Regions from separate parts of the Macaca mulatta genome. Here region 1 is linked to region 2. A link is a contact called in public Hi-C data. All regions are on one chromosome and are shown on one strand. Each heading gives the region's core, a stretch centred on a gene start, on an enhancer-like site or on the middle of the called end of the contact. The rest is flanking DNA. Distances are from core to core; before and after follow the strand shown. Region 1 holds the start of HCN3 (hyperpolarization activated cyclic nucleotide gated potassium channel 3). Region 2 holds the start of RUSC1 (RUN and SH3 domain containing 1).

Evidence for each region. Hi-C and Micro-C count contacts between places; a contact is called where the count stands out from the background.
Region 1: a Hi-C map of liver shows a contact between it and region 2, with 3 times the contacts expected there. The contact joins the promoter of HCN3 here to the promoter of RUSC1 in region 2. A contact is called at or near these places in 5 of 14 Hi-C or Micro-C datasets (CD4 T cells, cortical neurons, fetal cortex germinal zone and 2 more).

Annotation. Positions count from the first base shown.
Region 1 is chr1:111,706,525-111,713,444 of T2T-MMU8v2.0, reverse strand. It overlaps HCN3 (hyperpolarization activated cyclic nucleotide gated potassium channel 3), which reads left to right and starts at 2,383. Exons shown (of 7, transcript XM_077943165.1): 1 at 2,383-2,862. The coding sequence starts at 2,579.
Region 2 is chr1:111,660,531-111,666,779 of T2T-MMU8v2.0, reverse strand. It overlaps RUSC1 (RUN and SH3 domain containing 1), which reads left to right and starts at 4,829. Exons shown (of 11, transcript XM_077942748.1): 1 at 4,829-4,921; 2 at 5,616-6,249. FDPS (farnesyl diphosphate synthase) reads left to right here. Exons shown (of 11, transcript XM_077944131.1): 5 at 1,540-1,620; 6 at 1,766-1,888; 7 at 2,264-2,352; 8 at 2,445-2,517; 9 at 3,198-3,275; 10 at 3,381-3,515; 11 at 4,325-4,581. The coding sequence ends at 4,525. LOC144330930 (putative uncharacterized protein RUSC1-AS1) reads right to left here. Exons shown (of 2, transcript XM_077944818.1): 1 at 6,171-6,249; 2 at 4,507-5,623. The coding sequence starts at 5,493. The coding sequence ends at 4,507.

The DNA of each region.
Region 1 (6,920 bases), core at 1,134-3,633, 49 kb before region 2:
AATAATATAATCTGAGAATAACTATATTAAAGTCAGGAAGCTGAGCAAAGTGGTTCACACCTGTAGTCCCAGTTACTCAGGAAACTGAGGTGGGAAGATTGCTTTGAGGCTGCAGTGGGTCATGATCGCACCACTGCACTCCAGCTTGAGCAACAGAGCTGACCTTGACTCTAGAATGAGTAAATAAATAAAGTCAGGAAATATTAGAGAGGAGCTGGATGAAGGATAGTCACATGGAGGTTAGATCAGATAACCAGACATAGTTTAGAGAAGTTCTCTGGAATAGAAGATGAAGGGCAATCAATGAAGAGTCGGGGAGAGAGAAGTAAATATTTCACTTCCTCCTCCTGGCACATTTTCTTAGATTATTAATTCATTCAACAAGCATTTACTGAATGTCCACTATGTGTCCAGCATTGTGCCAGGAGCAAGGTTCCTGTTTCTCAGAGTTTCACAATCTAACAGGAGAGACAAACCTGTAAATAAATAATGAGACCACGCTCACGCCTGTGATCCTAGCACTTTGGGAAGCCAAGGCAGGAAGATCACTTGAGCTCAGGAGTTCAAAACCAGCTCGGGCAACATAGTGTGACCTCATCTCTTAAAATAACAATAATAATGGTATCCCTGTGACATGAGCTGCTCAAAACAGTGGTGCCCTGGCTGCTGTAAAAAAGCTCTAGAAGGCGGGGCGCGGTGGCTCACGCCTGTAATCCCAGCACTTTGGGAGGCCGAGGCGGGCGGATCACAAGGTCAGGAGATCGAGACCACGGTGAAACCCCGTCTCTACTAAAAATACAAAAAACTAGCCGGGCGAGGTTGTGGGCGCCTGTAGTCCCAGCTACTCGGGAGGCTGAGCCAGGAGAATGGCGGGAACCCGGGAGGCGGAGCTTGCAGTGAGCCGAGATTGCGCCACTGCACTCCAGCCTGGGCGACACAGCAAGACTCCGTCTCAAAAAAAAAAAAAAAAAAAAAAAAAAGCTCTAGAATAGGCCGGGCACAGTGGCTGAAGCCTGTAATCCCAGCACTTTGGGAGGCCAAGACGGGCGGATCACAAGGTCAGGAGATTGAGACCATCCTGGCTAACACGGTGAAAACCCGTCTCTACTAAAAAAAACAAAACACTAGCCGGGCGATGTGGCGGGCGCCTGTAGTCCCAGCTACTCGGGAGGCTGAGGCAGGAGACTGGCGTAAACCTGGAAGGCGGAGCTTGCAGTGAGCTGAGATCCGGCCACTGCACTCCAACCTGGGAGACAGAGGGAGGCTCCATCTCAAAAAAAAAAAAAAAAAAAAAAGGCTCTAGAATAGACCCTACCTGGGGAAAGGAGAGCTGGAAATGTGTTTCTAGGTTTCCTAGAGAAGGTGAGATCTGAACCAAGTGTTTGAAAGTGAATTAGAGGAGAATACCAGGCAGAGAAAATATTTGTAAAAGCATAGAGACAAGGCACAAAGTCTTTCAGCATGATTGGGGCTCTGGCTTGCACGAGGGGGACGGTCAGAAGACAGACTGTTGAAACTAGGTCCAAATTTTTGGGGCCTGGTACACCATGCTAAGGAGCTTAAATGTACCCCGGTAGAAGATGGGAAAGCCTGATGGACTTCAAGCAAGTGACATAGCCATAGTTGGATTTTAGGAAAGTAACTGGCAGGGAATGGAAGAAGAATTAGCCTAGAAGAAGTCGAAGACTCTTTTAGAGGTTTCTGAAGTAATTTAGGTGAAAAAATCCTTAGGGCTTGACATAAGGCAGTGGCAATAAGAATTGGAGATGAAGGGAAGAATTGGAGATGAAGGGAAGAATCTGAGATATTTAGGAGTTTATAGCACTTCGCATAGCGCTGCAATTTACCTGTCTGTCCTTGGGCACAGATGAGCAGTGGCTTTATGGCTAGGCCTTTGTTTTTGTTTTGTTTTGTGTTGTTTTCCATTACTACATGGAGATGCTAAGAGTAGGACTTTTATATCCACTCAATGACAGACAGAGTTGCACTTGGTGAAGGCTGACAGAATGAATTAGGGAATTAAATACTTGGGGAAGCAGTTCGGAGGAGACCAAAAAGACAAGAATATGCCTAGGACAGTGTTGAGAGAAGACGGAAGCAGGACAGAAGTCCCTGGGCGAGAGTGGGGAAGAATCCCAAAAGCCATTTCCACTTCTTCCATTGGTCCCAAATCCCTCAAGCTACACATCCGCGTCCGATTTTCCCGCCACTGCAGGAGGCTCCTCCTCCCTGGCTCTCAGTGGATGAAAGGCTAACACTAGGCCACGCCTCTCCCTGGCTCAGGCTGCGCGCCCCGCCTTCCTTGCTAAGCCACGCCCGTCTCGGAGTTCCTCCAGGATCCCGGCTTCCCAGCCCCGCCCGGTCTTCGCGCTGCCCTCGCCAGGGGGCGCCGCGCAGCCAGCCCGCCGCCCGCCAGTCTAGCGCACACCCCCTCCGCCCCGCGCGCCGGCGGTTCCGAGCCTACGACGCCTCCGCTGGAACCCGCGGGGCTGCGCCGACTCCCACTCTGGAGGGGTTGGGGGTACCTGATGGCCACATAGGGCTCTAGGAGGCCGAGCGTGTAAGCGGGGTGGGCGCCATGGAGGCGGAGCAGGGGCCGGTTGCGGGGGCCAGCGAAGGGGCGACCCCTGGGCTGGAGGCCCCCAAGGTGCCTCCCGTTGCTCCCCGGCCTGCGACCGCGGCCTCAGGTCCGATCCCCGGATCTGAGTCTGAGCCTAAGAGAAGGCACCTTGGGACGCTGCTCCAACCTACGGTCAACAAGTTCTCCCTTCGGGTGTTCGGCAGCCACAAAGCAGTGGAAATCGAGCAGGAGAGAGTGAAGTCAGCGGGGGCCTGGATCATCCACCCTTACAGCGACTTCCGGTATTGGGGGCTCGGCCGGGAGGGCAGGGTACATCAATCCCACCCTCGCGGGCAGCGACACCGGGACCCGGCCCGCACCACCCTCCACGGTCACTTCATTTCCAGCCCAGGGATCCCTTGGTGGGGCGGGAGAGTCACTTCCTCCAATCTAGCCTGGGAATTCCTGGGCGGGTATCCCCTGCCGGAGGTCCTCCGTGCCTTGGCAAGCTGGGGGCACCAGAAGGGGCAAACAGATATCAGGGGATCTCCAGAGACCTGGATTTCCTCTTTCAGGAACCCAGGACCCCAACCGGACCACAGGAAGTACCGGAGTTTGGGACCCCTGCCTCCTCCAGTCCTGCTTGCTGGAGATCTGGGAAATTATATTCTAAGTATCGGGGCCAGTCTGAGGGAGAAGCCGAGCTCTGCTATCTCCCATCTCCACACCTCCTCCTTAGCACCTGCCTAGTTCAGCATGACTATCAGGAAAAAATAGGGACGCTGAAGGGGGCGAGGGTCCAGACCTCAGCTCTGGTCGCTGTCCCTAGTGCTGAAGGCGGGGGCGGCGGGGCGGGGCCAAGACTCAGAGTGACTGAGGAGGAAGCAGGGACAGGACCACCACCCAGGTGACTCCCACAGAAGGGACAGAGGGTGGGGGTGGGGCCATTTCACAGTCTCCGTCAGGCTGTACCTCTACATCAAGGTCGCTAGGGGAGGACAGCAGCCCTGTCCTTGGGGGGAAATGAAGGACAGCTCTTGGATGAGGCAGGGATGTGTGCAAAGCACCTAACCTGGGGAACGAAAGAAGCAGAGAGGAAGAGGTGTGAATCTGAAGCCTGGAAATACAGTTGTAGACCCAGACATTATCTTGAATCCACATATATACACACTCCCTCTATGTCCCTCTTCCTCCCATTGTTCCTTTCACTCCTGTCTTTGCTGCCTCGTTCCCACCCAGCCAGCGTGACTTTTCTAGCCTCCTGTGGATCTCGCTCCCTTCCCTCAGTTCACTCGCAGACGGATCCCCAGAAGCCTGGTATCCCTCTGATTGTGCTTCTCCATTCTCTCTACTACATCACCTGCCAGGCTTGTGACCAACCTGTGAGTCAGGCTGTGAAGATGCTTTCATGGCTAGGCGAACCCTCTTTCCCTCCCCCTCTTAGTGTCTCACAATACAGGATTTCTCCTCAGCAGCCCAGGAGAGAAAAGAAGAGTGGTCGAGGGTTTTTGTTTATTGAAAACATACAGTCTAAGGGGCTTCCCAGAGACCAGGACTTGAGGAAGCTTCTTTCAGGGCTGAAAATTGATTTTGCAGTCCGAGTTAGAAGGGGCTAGCTAGCTCCTGAGTTGACACTGGGATTAGGTGTGTCCTGGAATTAAAATCACCATAAGTAACTGAGTCCCTGAGATTATCCTGTGACATTCTCTGAATGAGGGCTTCACACAGTTCCCTCTTGACCTCTTCTTTCCACGGTGTCTGTCACAGCAGTGTCACTCACCCCGGCCCATGCCTCTGCCTGTGCTCCGCCAGAGTCCCAGTGGACACAGGGAGGCCAGAGGAGGAAAGATATGCAGAACTCAAGCTTTGCTGCTTCATGATCTCCTGTGGAGCTTCTCTGTGTGTGCAGCCCTGTCTAAGGTTCTGTGGAGGGGAAAGGGCATCCCTGGAAAGCTCAATTCAGAGGAAGGCAGGATAGACCACCCCACCCTGGGACATGGATGAGCAAACCCCAGCAGAGGAACAGGATCTGTGGGTCCAACTGTGTTGGAGAAGAGGAATGGGGTGGAGAAGGCTGGGGAGGGCATGAGGTCCTAGACTAGAATGGGCAGATAGCCGGAGATGGGAGAAGCAGCAGCCTTTTCAGAAATCTGGGGATAAAGAGTGAGTGAGTTATAACACCAACTAGTGCCTATACCACACTGTCACATCTATTGTCTCCACGTAAATGTTTTCAACAATACTGTGAGATTAGCACGGGGTACTTTAGCTTTTTGTTTTTAACCTTAAAAATATTTAGCAATGGGCCGGGCGCGGTGGCTCAAGCCTGTAATCCCAGCACTTTGGGAGGCCGAGGCGGGTGGATCACGAGGTCAGGAGATTGAGACTATCCTGGCTAACATGGTGAAACCCCGTCTCTACTAAAAATACAAAACACTAGCCGGGCGTGGTGGCGGGCGCCTGTAGTCTCAGCTACTTGGGAGGCTGAGGCGGGAGAATGGCGTGAACCCGGGAGGCGGAGCTTGCAGTGAGCCGAGATCACACCACTGCACTCCAGCCTGGGAGACACAGCGAGACTCCGTCTCAAAAAAAAAAAAAAAAAAAAAATATATATATATATATATATATATATATATATATTTAGCAATGGGCCGGGCGCGGTGGCTCAAGCCTGTAATCCCAGCACTTTGGGAGGCCGAGACGGGCGGATCACGAGGTCAGGAGATCAAGACCGTCCTGGCTAACAAGGTGAAACCCCGTCTCTACTAAAAAATACAAAAAACTAGCCTGGCGAGATGGCGGGCGCCTGTAGTCCCAGCTACTCGGGAGGCTGAGGCAGGAGAATGGCGTAAACCCAGGAGGCGGAACTTGCAGTGAGCTGAGATCCCGCCACTGCACTCCAGCCCGGGTGACAGAGCAAGACTCCGTCTCAAAAAAAAAAAAAAAAATTTAGCAATGGCGAGGTAAACGATATATAATAGGGATATATATGTATATGGAAGAGTAATTTTATTTATTTATTTTTATATTTATTTATTTTGAGAAGGAGTGTCACTCTGTCACCCAGGCTGGAGTGCAATGGCACAAATTTGGCTCACTGCAACCTCTGCCTCCCAGGTTCAAGCGATTCTCCTGCATCAGCCTCCTGAGTAGCTGGGATTACAGGCTCATGCCACCACGCTTAGCTAATTTTTGTATTTTTAGTAGAGGTGGGGTTTCACCATTTTGTCCATGCTGGTCTCGAACTCTTGACCTCGTGATCCACCCACCTCAGCCTCCCAAAGTGCTGGGATTACAGGCGTGAGCCACAACACTGGCCAATTTTTATTTGTTTAAGACAGAGTCTCACTCTTGCCCAGGCTAGAGGGCAGTGGAGTGGTTTCGGCTCACTGCAACCTCCACTCACAGGTTCAGGCAATTCTCCTGCCTTGACCTCCTGAGTATCTGGGATTGGGATTACAGGTGTGTGCCACCACACCCGGCTAATTTTTTTTTTTTGAGACAGAGTTTCACTCTTGTTGCCCAGGCTGGAGTATAATGGTGTAATCTCAGCTCTTGGCAACCTCGACCTCCCAGGTTCAAGTGATTCTCCTGCCTGTCTCCCCAGTAGCTGGGATCACAGGCATGCACCACCACGCCCGGCTAATTTTGTATTTTTAGTAGAGATGGGGTTTCTCCATGTTGGTCAGGCTGGTCTCGAACTCCCAACATAATCAGGTGATCCTCCCGCCTTTGCCTCCCAAAGTGCTGGGATTACAGATGTAAGCCACCGCCCCCAGGGCCTGGCTAATTTTTAATTTTTTTTTTTTTTTTGAGATGAAGTCTCTCTCTGTCACCCAGCCTGGAGAGCAGTGGTGTAATCTCTGCTCACTGCAACCTCCACCTCCCGGGTTCCAGTGATTCTCCTGCCTCAGCCTCCCGAGTAGCTGGGACTACAGGTGTGTGCCACCACGCCCAGCTAATTTTTATATTTTTCATAGAGACGGGGTTTCACCATGTTGGCCAGGATGGTCTTGATCTCTTGACCTCATGATCCACTCATCTTGGCCTCCCAAAGTGCTGGGATTTTTTTTTTTTTTTTTTTTTTGAGACAGAGTCTCGTTCTTGTCACCCAGGTTGGAGTGCAGTGGTGTGATCTTGGCTCACTGCAACCTCTGCCTCCCTGGTTTATGCCATTCTCCTGCCTCAGCCTCCCTAGTAGCTGGGATTACAGGCTCCCGCCACCATGCCCAGCTAATTTTTGTACTTTTAGTAGAGATGGGATTTTGCCATGTTGGCCAGATTGGTCTCAAACTCCTGACCTCAGGTGATCCGCCAGCCTCGGCCTCCCAAAGTGCTGGGATTACAGGCATGAGCCACC
Region 2 (6,249 bases), core at 3,580-6,079:
GTAGGTGGATCACCTGAGGTCGGGAGTTTGAGACCAGCCTGACCAACATAGAGGAACCCCATCTCTACTAAAAATACAAAATTAGACCAGGCACGGTGGCTCATGCCTGTGATCCCAGCACTTTGGGAGGCAGATCACTTGAGGTCAGGAGTTCAAGACCAACCTGCCCAACGTGGCAAAACCCCATCTCTACTGAATGAAAATACAAAAATTAGCCAGGCTAGCAGTTGGTGGTGGCGGGCGCCTGTAGTCCCAGTACTTGGGAGGCTGAGGCAGGAAAATCACTTGAATCTGGGAGGAGGAGCTTGCAGTGAGCCCACGTGGCGCCACTGCACTCCAGCCTGGGCGACAGAGTGAGACTCTATCTCAAAAAAAAGAAAAGAAAAGAAAAGCTATTTAAGGAACCAAAACATATAGTATGACTGACTGCAGGAAGTATCACAGGGAATGTTAGAGTGTTTTATTCTTGAATTTCTTTGTCAGACAAGTGTTTAGGAGACTCTCACTCCAGGCCTAGTGCTGTGCTAGGCTCTGCAAATGCTAAGAGGGAGAAGTCACTGTCCCTGCTTCCAAGGAGTTCATGGTCTAGTGGGAAACCCGATACGTTCAGGTACCTTCAGATGGGCACTCAGAAGAGTAAGCCGTTAGTTAAAATTAATGTTAAAAAATGTTTAAAGATGTCTGAGACTCATAGGTCAAAGTCAGATTTCAGTTCCACCTGATTAACCTGTACTGCTAAGGAGCTCCTTTAGGTAAGGCTGTGTTCCTAGTCACTGGGGTGTTCAAACACAGTGCTGGGGGCAATGTGGGAATAGCCTTCTTTTATTTAGGAAGTAATGGAAAGTCAATCACACAAATAAATCTTACTTTAAGCATTCATTGAGGTGTTTGGCAAGAATAGAGTACGGTATATGAAGGTGTTTCCTAATCTCCCTGATACCAGGCCTAATCTAGGGCTCATTAGAGATGTCAAAGATCTGTTCTAGTTTCTTACCTAAAACAAGAGTGTTTTAGTTCCATTTTATAGGCGAGGAGTCTTAGCCAAACAGGTTATGTCACTTTCCAAGTCTCCATAGCATAGAAGCCTTCTGCCTCCCCACCCTGACTTTCCCAGCTCATAGGGACTATCAAAAGCAGCAGCTGTGGCCGGGTGTGGTGCCTCATGCCTGTAATCCCAGTACTTTGGGAGGCTGAGGCAGGAGGATCATTTGAACCCAGGAGTTCAAAACCAGCCTGAGCAACATAGTAGGACCCTGTCTCTACAAAAAATAAATTGGAAAAAAAAAAAAAAAGTCAGGCATGTGGTGTGTGCCTGTGGTCTCAGGTACTCAGGAAGCTGAAGTGGGAGGATCACTTGAGCCTGGGAGGTAGAGGCTACAGTGAGTCGTGATTGCACCACTGCACTGGATAATGGTGATACTCTGTCCCCCACCAAAAAAAAAAGCAAAACTATATACAGATGTAGATATAAAGTAGCAGCTCTGTTGCTGATAGAAGGAACAGTAATGAGCCCTGCAGGTCTTATTCCACTCTTCCTAGCTGCAAGCTTTCTTCCTGGTGACAGATGACATCATGGATTCATCCCTCACCCGCCGTGGACAGATCTGCTGGTATCAGAAGGTAATGGTGGGCAGGAAAGTAGCAGTGGGTATGGGGACAGGCCACAGGGAGGTGGTATGTGCGGCCTGGTTGAGGTGTTGGGATGATGGCTCTTAGTATGAACCGAGACTAGAGATTGATTGCTTGTTTTTCTCTGTCATGATAGCCGGGTGTGGGTTTGGATGCCATCAATGATGCTATCCTCCTGGAAGCATGTATCTACCGCCTGCTGAAGCTCTATTGCCGGGAGCAGCCCTATTACCTGAACCTGATCGAGCTCTTCCTGCAGGTATTGCTGCAGACAGGGCCCGATGCCCAGAGGGTGCCCATGGTAGCCTTGGCCTTTATAGGACATGCTCATCTGGCTGGTTTCAGGGTACAGGATTGCAGGGTGCCTGGAAGGGAAAGAAAGCGAGGAAGGGAGTTGGGAAGCGGGGTGGTGGTAGTGGCAAGAAGGGGCTTCTCTGTCCCTGTGTAATTGGAAGAAAGGGTGATAAAGGACTGTGTATATGAATATAGGCCTTGAGTTTCGGGGCTTTCTCCCCTTCTGTTGCCTTTCTGATTCTGCCCAGTTGTCAGCTGGTATGGGATGTTGGGCTCAGGATACCAGGGTTTCGTATATCTTGAGAAAGCCTGGCTCATGGGCCGTCTTTGTCTTCCTTAGAGTTCCTATCAGACTGAGATTGGGCAGACCCTGGACCTCATCACAGCCCCCCAGGGCAATGTGGATCTTGGCAGATTCACTGAAAAGAGGTGAGTGACAGTGCGAACCATGTCTGGACAGCGAGGTAGGGCTCAGGATGTGCGTTGCCCTCCTGAGGAGTTTCTCTTCTCCCCCTACTCAGGTATAAATCTATTGTCAAGTACAAGACAGCTTTCTACTCCTTCTACCTTCCTATAGCTGCAGCCATGTACATGGTGAGTGAGCCTCCTCACCCCTCTCCTCTGCTAATGGGGGCTTTTGGACAGGAAGGCATAGAGCAGAAAACGTGAACACTGCTACCCCTGGTGAAAGGCTGTGTGACCTTGAGCAAGTCAGTCTCGCTGAGTCTCTTCCTCAACTGAGGATAAAATTCCTACTTCACAGGACTGTAAAGATTAAGCAAAGCAAGGGATATGAAAGTGCTTAGCACTTAATAGGGGAACAGTATATCCTGCATCTGAGTATGGATAGGAGTGTGGAGGAGATCAACCAGGTTGAGAGGGAAAAGAATGGATTAAGGGCAGTCAGTGGGATTAACTGTCTACCCTGACCTTGCTTCTCTACATTTCCTTTTCATCTTGAAAGAAGTTGGAGGTGGCAAAAATATTAGGAAGATGGATCAGAATGACTCGGGGACTGACATTTGTGAGGGAAGACAGGCTGTGCACCTCTAGAATGGATTCGTCTCTTTTATGACTCCCTGAAAGTCCTAGCCAAAAATAAGTGGGATTGAGGTTGAACCATCAATCAGGACTGTCTAGGTCAGGGAAGCCAAGATATCTGAAGAGAGAGGAGAGATTTGGGGCTGCAGTAGGGCAAGACCCCATGGGAGGAAGCAGCCAGGAAGATGCAGGCACCTCTGGGGTTTGGCTTATTAACCCACCTTTCCCTGTAGGCAGGAATTGATGGTGAGAAGGAGCATGCCAATGCCAAGAAGATCCTGCTGGAGATGGGAGAGTTCTTTCAGATTCAGGTAGGAAGGCAGGAGGCAGTAGCAGAGAACAGGCACCAGCTTCACTCCTCCTCTGCCTAGGAACCTCATCCTTCCTCCTTTGCTGCCCTCCCCCTTCCCGCCCAGGATGACTACCTTGACCTCTTTGGGGACCCCAGTGTGACCGGCAAAGTTGGCACTGACATCCAGGACAACAAATGCAGCTGGCTGGTGGTTCAGTGTCTGCAACGGGCCACTCCGGAACAGTACCAGATCCTGAAGGTGCCTGAGAGAGGGTGGTGGGTCCCTGAGCTGGTGGAAAGGGATAGAGTAGTGGTTCTCAATTGGAGGCAGTTTTTCTCCCGAGGGGACATTTGGCAATGTCAGCAGACATTTTTTGTCATCGTCATCACAACTCTGTGTGTGTGCATGTGGTACAGACATCTAGCTGGCAGGAGCCAAAGATGTTGCCAAACATGTAGCACACAGAACAGCTCCCCCAGACAGGATTATCTGGCCCCAAATTTCAATAGTGCCAAGGCTGAGAAACCCTGGAGTAGAGGACACCTGGTCTGAGGCAATATGTAGGGAATATTTGGGATAGGGAAGGGAAGCTTGGGATCCTAGCTACCTAGAAACACTTGAAAATTGGAGGGAGGAGGCCGGGCGCGGTTGCTCAAGCCTGTAATCCCAGCACTTTGGGAGGCCGAGACGGGTGGATCACGAGGTCAGGAGATCGAGACCAACCTGGCTAACACAGTGAAACCCCGTCTCTACTAAAAAACACAAAAAAATAAACTAGCCGGGTGAGGTGGTGGGCGCCTGTAGTCCCAGCTACTCGGGAGGCTGAGGCAGGAGAATGGCGTAAACCCGGGAGGCGAGCTTGCAGTGAGCTGAGATCCGGCCACTGCACTCCAGCCTGGGCGACAGAGCCAGACTCCATCTCAAAAAAAAAAAAAAAGAAAATTGGAGGGAGGAAAGGAGTGGGTGGCTTTGGAGATGTTCTGAAATATGAGAATGAGAGGAGTGGAGGGGTCCTGGAGGCTCTGGGGAAGGCCAAGCCCGTTTTCCTGTCTTCCAACCCCTTTTAGGAAAATTACGGGCAGAAGGAGGCTGAGAAAGTGGCCCGGGTGAAGGCACTATATGAGGAGCTGGATCTGCAGGCTGTGTTCTTGCAATATGAGGAGGACAGTTACAGCCACATTATGGCTCTCATTGAACAGTACGCAGCGCCCCTGCCCCCAGCCATCTTTCTGGGGCTTGCGCGCAAAATCTACAAGCGGAAAAAGTGACCTAGAGATTGCAAGGATGGGGAGAGGAGGCTCTCAATAAATAATTGTGTAACCTTTTTGTGGTTCTGTTCTTGCTCGGCGCAGCCAGAGTCTGGCTCTTTCCAGAATGTGCGGGGTGGGGTGCTGGGAGGACTCGCTGCACAGAAGCGGGACCCAGGGGCCTTGGCATCAGGGCCAAAAGCTTGGGATACATCAAACCCGCTAGGTGGGTGACACAAGACGCTAAGCGCTGGGGGCGGGTCTGAGCTACGCCACGCCCATGCGCGAAGGGGTGCAGATGCGCTGCGCAGAGTGGGTTGTGCTAGTGCCCCTCCCCTCCCGCTCTGTGCCCCGCCGGGCGGGGACCGTGGGAGCCGAGGACAAGCCCAAGGCCGGAGCGGTTCCAGGAGGACCCTGGTGAGGAGGGCTCGGCCCATGGGTGTAGGCCGATGGACCAGGGCACGAGGGGCGGGGCAGGACAAGGGAGCAGGAGAAATGAATAGAGAAGGGGTGCGGTGGTGACTGAACGATGGAGACGAATGCGGAGAGAATGGACATACCGCTGTTCTGAGGGGCGAGGGCGCAGGCTGGAGCCCGGCGGAGGCAGCCAGCAGATGTGGAGTTGACGAGCTGACGGCTGCTCCATCCTTTTCCTCTCCAGCTCCCACCCCTTTCCTGCATTCACCAGGCAAACTCTGCATATCGACCCACCCCCATCCCCCGCCTCCTTTCAGGGCATCTGGGTGGGTCTCCCTGGGTCCCTTCCTGTGGGAGTAAGGGGTAGGCAGGAGGGCAGGGCCAGATTGCGGCAGCAGGGACCCGGAGGTCCATTCTGGGCCCGGACCTCTTCCGGGCCCCCGCCCCCCTTCGGAAATCCAGAGCGCAGCCGCGTTCTCTGACCCTCCCGGCTCCATTCCCGGAGGGTTACATTCGACTCCACCTGCAAACACTGCAGTGGAAACTAATGGCCAGTCGATTGCGATTTGCATCTCATTGAAATATCTTCCAAAGCAGCCAGAGCCTTCAGGCCTGCTGCTGCCGTCAGTCACCTCAGTGTCCTTCCCGCAGCTCCTGTCCTCACTGGCTGGGCTTCGCCACCCCTGTCTTCTAGGTCTGCACCTGTGGTTGCCAGGTAGGTGGATGTGAGAGACCCTACCCTCCTGGTTCTCTAGAAGCCATCCCATCGCCGCTGGCACCATGCTGTCTCCTCAGAGAGCTTTACTCTGCAACCTCAATCACATCCATCTCCAGCACGTCTCCCTGGGCCTGCACTTGTCCCGCCGTCCTGAGCTACGGGAAGGGCCCTTGAGCACATCCCCTCCCCCAGGAGACACTGGGGGCAAGGAGAGCAGGGGCCCCTGCAGTGGCACCCTGGTGGACGCCAATTCCAACAGCCCAGCTGTGCCCTGCCGGTGCTGCCAGGAGCACGGTCCGGGCCTAGAAAACCGGCAGGACCCATCACAGGAGGAAGAGGGGGCTGCCTCTCCCTCAGACCCAGGCTGCTCTTCCTCGCTCAGCTCCTGCTCAGATCTTAGCCCCGATGAGTCCCCCGTCTCAGTCTACTTGCGGGACCTCCCTGGTGATGAGGATGCCCACCCTCAGCCCAGTATCATCCCCCTGGAGCAAGGTTCCCCACTGGCTTCAGCAGGCCCTGGCACCTGCTCACCGGACAGCTTCTGCTGCTCTCCTGATTCCTGCTCCGGAGCTTCTTCTTCACCCGATCCTGGCCTGGACTCGAACTGCAA